2 separate regions of the Mus musculus genome follow, and region 2 is linked to region 1. The links are chromatin contacts, called in public promoter capture Hi-C maps. All regions are on one chromosome and are shown on one strand. The core of a region is the stretch at or near the end of the contact, and the rest is flanking DNA. Distances in the headings are between cores, read along the strand shown. Region 1 overlaps Thada (thyroid adenoma associated). Region 2 overlaps Thada (thyroid adenoma associated).

Region 1 (3,579 bases), core at 535-3,034:
AAGGCTGACCTTAACCTCCCTATGTAGCAGAAGATGCTCCTGACCTGATCCCGTATGACTCTCCACCACACTAAACCCACGGCATCCTTTTAGGGTCTTGGCACATTCCTTCTACCGCATGAGAAGACTCTCTATGCTGTGTCTTCTTCCTTCCAATCAGAGAGGTTGGAAAGCCAGCATGTGGGGCTGGTGAGATGGCTCAATGGGTAAGAGCACCCGACTGCTCTTCCGAAGGTCCGGAGTTCAAATCCCAGCAACCACATGGTGGCTCACAACCATCTGTAACAAGATCTGATGCCCTCTTCTGGAGTGTCTGAAGATAGCTACAGTGTACTTACATATAATAAATAAATCCTTTAAAAAAAAAAAAAAAAAAAAAAAAAAGAAAGAAAGTAAGCCAGCATGTGGGCTCTGGGAATACTGTTCAACTGGTAAAGTGCTACATGCAAGCATGAGAACATAGCCTGGCTCCCTGGGACCCAGGTAAAAATCTGGGTACAGTGCCATTTACCTGAAATCCCAGAGCTGGGAGACACGATAAGAGATTTCTTGAGGTGAGCCAGTATAACTGATTTGGGATCTTTATTTAAATAAGGTGGGGCATGATTGAGGAAGACAGTCAATATCAAACTCTAGTCATCACATGCACAAACCCCTCAAGAGACAGAAAGACTGGCTGGCCATGGTGGTGCACGCCTTTAATCCCAGTACTTGGGAGGCAGAGGTAGTCAGATGTCTGTGAGTTCAAGGCCAGCCTGGTCTCATCACAGGTTCTAAGACAGTTAGAAATACAAAGAAGGACCTGTTTGGAGGCAGGGGGTCAGGGTTGGGGGTCAGGGGGGAGACTGACAGAAACAGAGAAATCATGAAGACCATTCTTTAGCTGAGTCTCTCGGCTTCCTTTCTCTTTTTACCTGCTCCATTTTAGCCTCCTTTCATCTTTCCTGTAGTTGACTTAGCAGGGAACTAAGATGCTCACCAGAACGTTATATCCTAAACTAAGCCTTGAATTTCAAATATCATTCTTGTCTCTTCAAGCCTCCCAACCCACTAAGTCCACCACTGCAAACTACAAATAGTGGGAGTTTAAGTCCCTATTTTCCGTGGTGAGAGGCAGCCCCACCACAGGCAAACCCTGTGACCGACTCCTTTTCTCTCCAGGTGGTTGGCCTTGAATCTAGCAGGCTGTGCGTTGGGCATCCTGCCTACTGGGTACTCATTTAAAAAAAAAAACCAAACAAACCCAAAACAAAAACCTGTGGTTTCTGGGAAATGGATATTGTGAAATGGAGTGAAAAGAACTTGCAGTCTGAAACTAGTGGCCTTTCCCTCCCCTCACACTTGAGTAAGAACTCCCTGACAGAGCGGCTTCTTCAAAGATGAGAAACAAGGGAGATTTATGGACAGGCCTGTTAAAGAAAGCTGGGACTGCTTGTAGCCACGGTGGAAGGTCAGGGGATTCCTAGATCTCTTCTAGGTTGGTAGGTAGGGTAGACAGGAAGGAGATGAGCCACCAGAAAAATATTCCTGCTAGTTTCTCAGTCAAATCCAATTTTTGGCCAGAAGCCTACTTATGTTTGGCTCAGTCTCTTACTTATAACTCCTGAAGGGCGAGGAAGGGCTAGAGGCAGAGCCTAAGGGCGACACTGCACATGACACATCCTGAGCCCTGGGAGTGCAGAGCCAATGATTTCTATGTGCATTTTGTAAGTATAAAGTAGAGTGTGGACTATCAAACAGGCCTCCCCATCATTTCCCTGGCTGGAGAGGTCAGAGGAATTACATCATGGTGGCCTAGTGGCAAAGGCTTATAACACTGAGGACTCTTACTTTCTGGTCTGACAGGACTGAAGTACCAGTGTGACCTGACCTAAGCCTGCAAGGCTCATTATGGCTCACAAGGGAGGCTGCACAGGAAAGCCCACCACCCTGAGGTCCAGATCCACCTGCCTTTCCACAACCAAAGAGAGCTACAGAAACCAGGTCACAGTCTGATGCAAGCCACTCTAGGTGCTAACCTGTCAGCTACCTTGCTGATGCAAGATATTCTCTATCCTGAAAATCTCTATCCTTAAAAAGCTTCTGGTGTGGGTGAGCCGATGAGACTCCTGACCAACAAACACCAGAACTGAAGAAGGTGGGTGTGACCAAAGTCGTCTGAGTTCTGATGTCCAAAAGGCCATGTGGAAAAGGAGGTCCAAGGAGCTGGCTAGGCCTTAGGAACCTAAGACTAATGGGCTGACTTAGCACAGGCCATGACAACACTCCCACAGACATGAAGTAGGTATAGGCAGGGTGACTCTAAAAGGACCTGGGACTCTACCCATTCTTGGGTCTTTCCACAGTGTCACTCTGCCATATCCCTCCTGCATGTCTTTATTCTTTAGCCTCTACTAGGTGCTGTCACCCAGTCACTTCTCTTCCCATCACTTCTAACGATATGGTGATTGTAATTGCAAGGTGTGTGTGCTTGTCTTCTAAGTAAGCCTTTACATTTCAGGCAATGGATGGGGCTAAAATGTCACACGGATCCACATTCACTTGATTTTATTTTATTTTTTTAATTTTGAGACAGGATTTCTGTGTAGCCCTGGCTATCCTAGAACTCGCTCTATAAACCAAGCTGGCCTCAAACTCACAGATATCCACCTGCCTCTGCCTCTCAAGTACTGGGATTAAATGTGTGTGTCACTACCATCTGGCCCATATTCTCATTTATGAGGACAGAGACAATTCATCCATCTTTTCTCGTATACTTGGCTCTGTGAGTTGCGATGATAAAAGCAACATGGATGCAAGCGAGGTAAAATCTGTCTGGGAATGATGAGCAGGGTTCTAAATAACCAAGGCCAGGGGCTCAGTACCATTCAAATGTGAGCCCCCAGCTGCCAGTGTGAATGCAGCTAGCCCTCTGCAGTATTAGAGCATGTCAGAACTAGAGGATGGAAGTGGGAAGTATGCATCTCTCTTCCATGCCCATCCCCTACCATGTAGACGGGGAACGTCTTAGCTGAGCATGTTGCTACTTGGCTCAAATCAACAGTCCTGGGCCTCTTGTGAGAGCTGCAGACCACGAGCAGCTCCTGGCTGCTAAGGTTGATGTTGAAGGAGATGCAGCACCTACAGTGGCCTTCCCTTCCTCCTGTCACTAGACAGTGCACATGGGAGTGAGGCTGGACCTACCGTCTTAGAAGACAAGAGGGACAGTACAACTGCAAATGTAGAGCAGTGGGAAATAAGGTGTGGGTCCCTTGATGACAGGGCCACCACACAAGCCTGCTGGGTATTCTGAGTTAGGGAGAAAAGCTACTGACTTGTTTAAGCAACTACAAACGTGGTCTCCATGCTGCAGACACTAGTGGTTTGTTTCATGCTTGAAGCTGGAATCCCTGTCCACACATGCCCTACACTCTGGTACTGTGGGTACTCCTGCTAGAGGTGTGTGTGTGTGTGGGGGGCAAGATCAAAGGAGAAGAGAAGGCAGTGTCGAGGTCAGCTTTGGATTCTCACCTCCTGTTCTCTGCCTTTGGTCCTCAAGACAAGCTTCATTTTGTTTCTTTTAAAGGCAGGGTCTCACCA
Region 2 (3,416 bases), core at 739-3,238, 150 kb after region 1:
CCTGCTGGCAGAGCCTTCCAGAATTGAAGAGAAAAGCAGGTACAGCGGATAAAGAGAATCCTTTCCCTAGCGTATTCTAATTGTCTGCTTCCCTCTTTCTCCTATCTTGAGGAACGTTTCACCTGGCAGCTTGACGTATTTTCTCTGCACTGCATAAAGCACTGGAGACGACTCCTCCGACCTTGCTTTCTAACGCAAGACCTACTTTTTTCCAAATGAAAAACATAGGTGAGCTAATCCTACTCAGAGAGCAAATCTCCCCAAACAATTTCTTAATTACAGTTTGTCAAGAAAATTAAAATCCATTGGACTTGTTTAATCCCAAGGATACTGTCATTATTTCTCCAATTACATTTAAGGACTCAAAACCATAACAAAGCAAAAAGAGTTCAGCCTTCCCCCACTAAGTTCCAATGGCTGGGCAAAGAACCAGCAGGCTCCCTAAAGCGCCTTGTGAGGGTGGGGAGTCTTGGGATGAACAGCCCAGGAACACATTTCCTCCACGGGGGAATCCAAGCAACAAAATACTCACTGATTTTAAGATACACAAGCACACATGTCCTGTCTCCAAATCTGATACTAGAACAGTCTATCTCTGTTGAGAGATTTTACCACATAAATCATTTAACCAGCGATGCTTCCTGGATGGCATTCTCAGCCGTTTGGTGTGCCTACTCACTGAGACATAAAATACCAGCTACACGTGGAAGACTCCTTTGTCTAGGCAGACCTTACTCCTGGGCTCCAGACCCTGTGTATATAACTGCCAAGCGGACATGCTCCATTGGCTCTCCCTCTAGCGTCTCAAGTCTTGGGTCAAAAGTGAACTCAGGAGGCTAGGGATGTTCAGCTGCTACACCGCCTGCCTAGCAAGCATAGTCATTCCCAGAGCCAACAAGCTGGGTGTGGTAACTTACACCTGTAACCAGTGGTAGAGGAGGGAGGAGCGGAAGGTCAATGTCATCTTAACTACATAGTGAGCGAGAGGGTAGCCGGAGACTCATAAATTCCTGGGGGCTGGGGGTGGGGATGGAGGGAGAAAGGAAAGGCAGGTGAGAGGGAGGGAGGGAAAGAGTGAAATAGAGATAGGAAAGGAAGGCAGGCAGGCAAATTATCACACAACCATCCTCAACACCTCTATAAATGATACTACTCCACAGTTTTCTTTACTTGCCTGACTTCTACATATTTCTCAAGCTCACACCCTGACTTTTACGGGATAATCTTCAATCACACCCTGCTTCCAAACCCCTCCCTACAAAAGGCTCTGAGGTCGGGGCCTGCAATGTGGAGTGCACCTACTCTAGTTGACTCTGAGAGTCTTTTTATTTTTGCATATGTGACTGTGCCTGAAGTATGTATGTGTAACACATCCATGTTTGGTGCCTGCAACGGCCTGAACAGGGCGTTGGATTGCCTAGACCTGGAGTGAGCCATCAAGGTGTTTATGGGGACCAAGCCCAGGCTCCGTAAGAAGAGCAAGTGCTTTCATCAACCATCTCTCCAGCCCTTAGCTCGGAGATTCTTAAAGCTAAAGACTTAAATGCTCAGCACATTACTCTGCACACAGCAAGCAAAGCAAGTCCACTGAATAAATGTTTCTAGCAACAGCAAAATGCCCTCTGCATCTCCTCTATGCCAGGCACTCTTTCAGGGTTGTGTGGACAATACTAACACAATCCCACAAGCCTCAGACGTCTGTCTGTCCTGTTTGCTATGTGAGGGTAGTGAAGCAGGGATGAATGTACGTCATCAGTCCTCCAGTATGACATAATGCTCTTATCTCCAGGAGCCTGAGCAATTTTATTCCACCTCTCAGGAAAGAGGACACGATCAAACCACTAGCAAAACTCTGTTGCTTTTAGAAATGGTGTGTATTAGTCAACAAAAAAGCTCTGATATAATGGAAAAATAACTAGGTTAGGAGTTAACACCAGCTCTGCATCACAGCAGATATGAAACATGTAGCAAATTAATCACAGAAACTCCCAAGACTGCCATCTGGAATGGGGCAATAATACTTATCCTACTGGGAATGCCTGGGAACACATGAGATAAGGAGAAGACAGTCTGCAGGCTTTTTATAACGCTGGGTACATTACTGTTATTGCAACCAGAAATAGCAGAATAAGAGGACATTCGCCTCTGCATACAGCCAGTACCTGCAACTGGTCACTGCATACTTTTATTTTGATTTTCTCTTTCAAATAATTGGAAAAGTTTTCACATTTGCATAGCTGTTTCTACCAAATGTTGAAACAATCTTTAGTAAACTGAACCAATTATAGCACATCTGTTTTAAGGCTTTCAGTATAAAATTAGAAAATGAAAAAATACTGAATATTAATAAAAGTTTGAGAATAGTTTCAAATTTTTCAAAAGCAAAACAAGGAGCAACACAAGGAACTAAAGTATCCACACTACAGAGACTTCCCATGTCCTCTGTCACTGGTGGAATCTTATATAATGCAGCCAGGGCTCTGACCCTACAGACTATGAACAGCTCAGTAGATAAATCTCAGTAAGCCTCTACATCAAACAGACTGGAAAAAATCAAAGAGTGCTGAGCTAAGCCAGACTAGACTGATATGTTGGCTTATTCGCTCACTGGTACGCCTGGAAAGGCATAAAGCTAAGTTGTGAGGCTTGCGGTCTAGGCACAAAGCGCTGGTCTTTAGTAGACGTACTGATCACAGAGAGCATCTGCTGCTGCTAAAATAAGTGGAGAGCTTCATCCAGAATAATTTCTGTTGCTTACATTTTAAATAAAGGAAAATAACCTGTCACATGTTGACAAACTTGAGTCACCATTTCAGCTTTTTGAAAACGCTTGGAAATCCAGGGTGTGAATGAGGGCGTAACAGTGCTGCGAATCCAAACCACAGGAGCTGCCAGTTAAACGGAGCAGGAGTCAGCTTTCTGCTTTCATTTACAGCTTCTTATGGTGTTATTAAGTATAGGTTCCTCACATAGATTAGTGAATACAACACTTTATGGGAAAGTAAAATCTGGTGGTATAATTTGAATCTTTTTAGGATTTCTACTGGATAACTGACTCCACTTGGCTGAACAAGCATCTAACTCAATGTTTATTTTTAATGGAGAATACAAATGCAAGCACTTTGTTTTAAAAAACAAACACAATGATCATATAGATCCAAAAGTGTTAACTATTTCAAGCTTCCTTTTTGGATTATTTAGAATCTACACAAGTTTGTTCCCAGCTTATCCATCACTAGTCTCTACTAAGGAAAATGATCCTAAAAATTAACATGGTTTTCACTATTTAAAATCTCACTATTTATATAAAAGCCTAGAGAAGCCAATAATATCCAATAGCTTCAATAGGTAAGCTAAAGATTCTTAGATGTAATCTACTTTACCAATGTCTATTCAGGTCTGCTTAATAATTACAA

The links. Capture Hi-C pulls out chosen DNA fragments and counts their contacts.
Region 2: a contact with region 1 is called in a promoter capture Hi-C map of adipose tissue. The contact joins two enhancer-like sites. A contact is called at or near these places in 43 of 484 Hi-C or Micro-C datasets (3T3-L1-derived adipocytes, the 63-12 cell line, the AML12 cell line and 25 more), 8 of 115 datasets of contacts at active chromatin or transcription factors (CD8 T cells, the HPC-7 cell line, embryonic stem cells and 4 more) and 4 of 9 other capture datasets (adipose tissue, embryonic stem cells, liver and 1 more).

The regions. Positions count from the first base shown.
Region 1 is chr17:84,214,152-84,217,730 of GRCm38.p6, forward strand. All of the region lies in intron 36 of Thada (thyroid adenoma associated), which reads right to left. Gm36279 (a long non-coding RNA gene) reads left to right here. Exons shown (of 4, transcript XR_385852.4): 4 at 1,846-3,579. Among named protein-coding and RNA genes, the nearest start is that of Gm36279, 24 kb to the left of the region's middle. Within about 2 kb of position 1,785, at least 56 of the 459 cell types and tissues checked have an H3K27ac peak or open chromatin away from gene starts, as enhancers often do. A contact at or near this core is called in adipose tissue, where this site is marked.
Region 2 is chr17:84,367,968-84,371,383 of GRCm38.p6, forward strand. The region is part of intron 26 of Thada (thyroid adenoma associated); the gene reads right to left. Among named protein-coding and RNA genes, the nearest start is that of Gm24722, 22 kb to the right of the region's middle. Within about 2 kb of position 1,989, at least 48 of the 459 cell types and tissues checked have an H3K27ac peak or open chromatin away from gene starts, as enhancers often do. A contact at or near this core is called in adipose tissue, where this site is marked.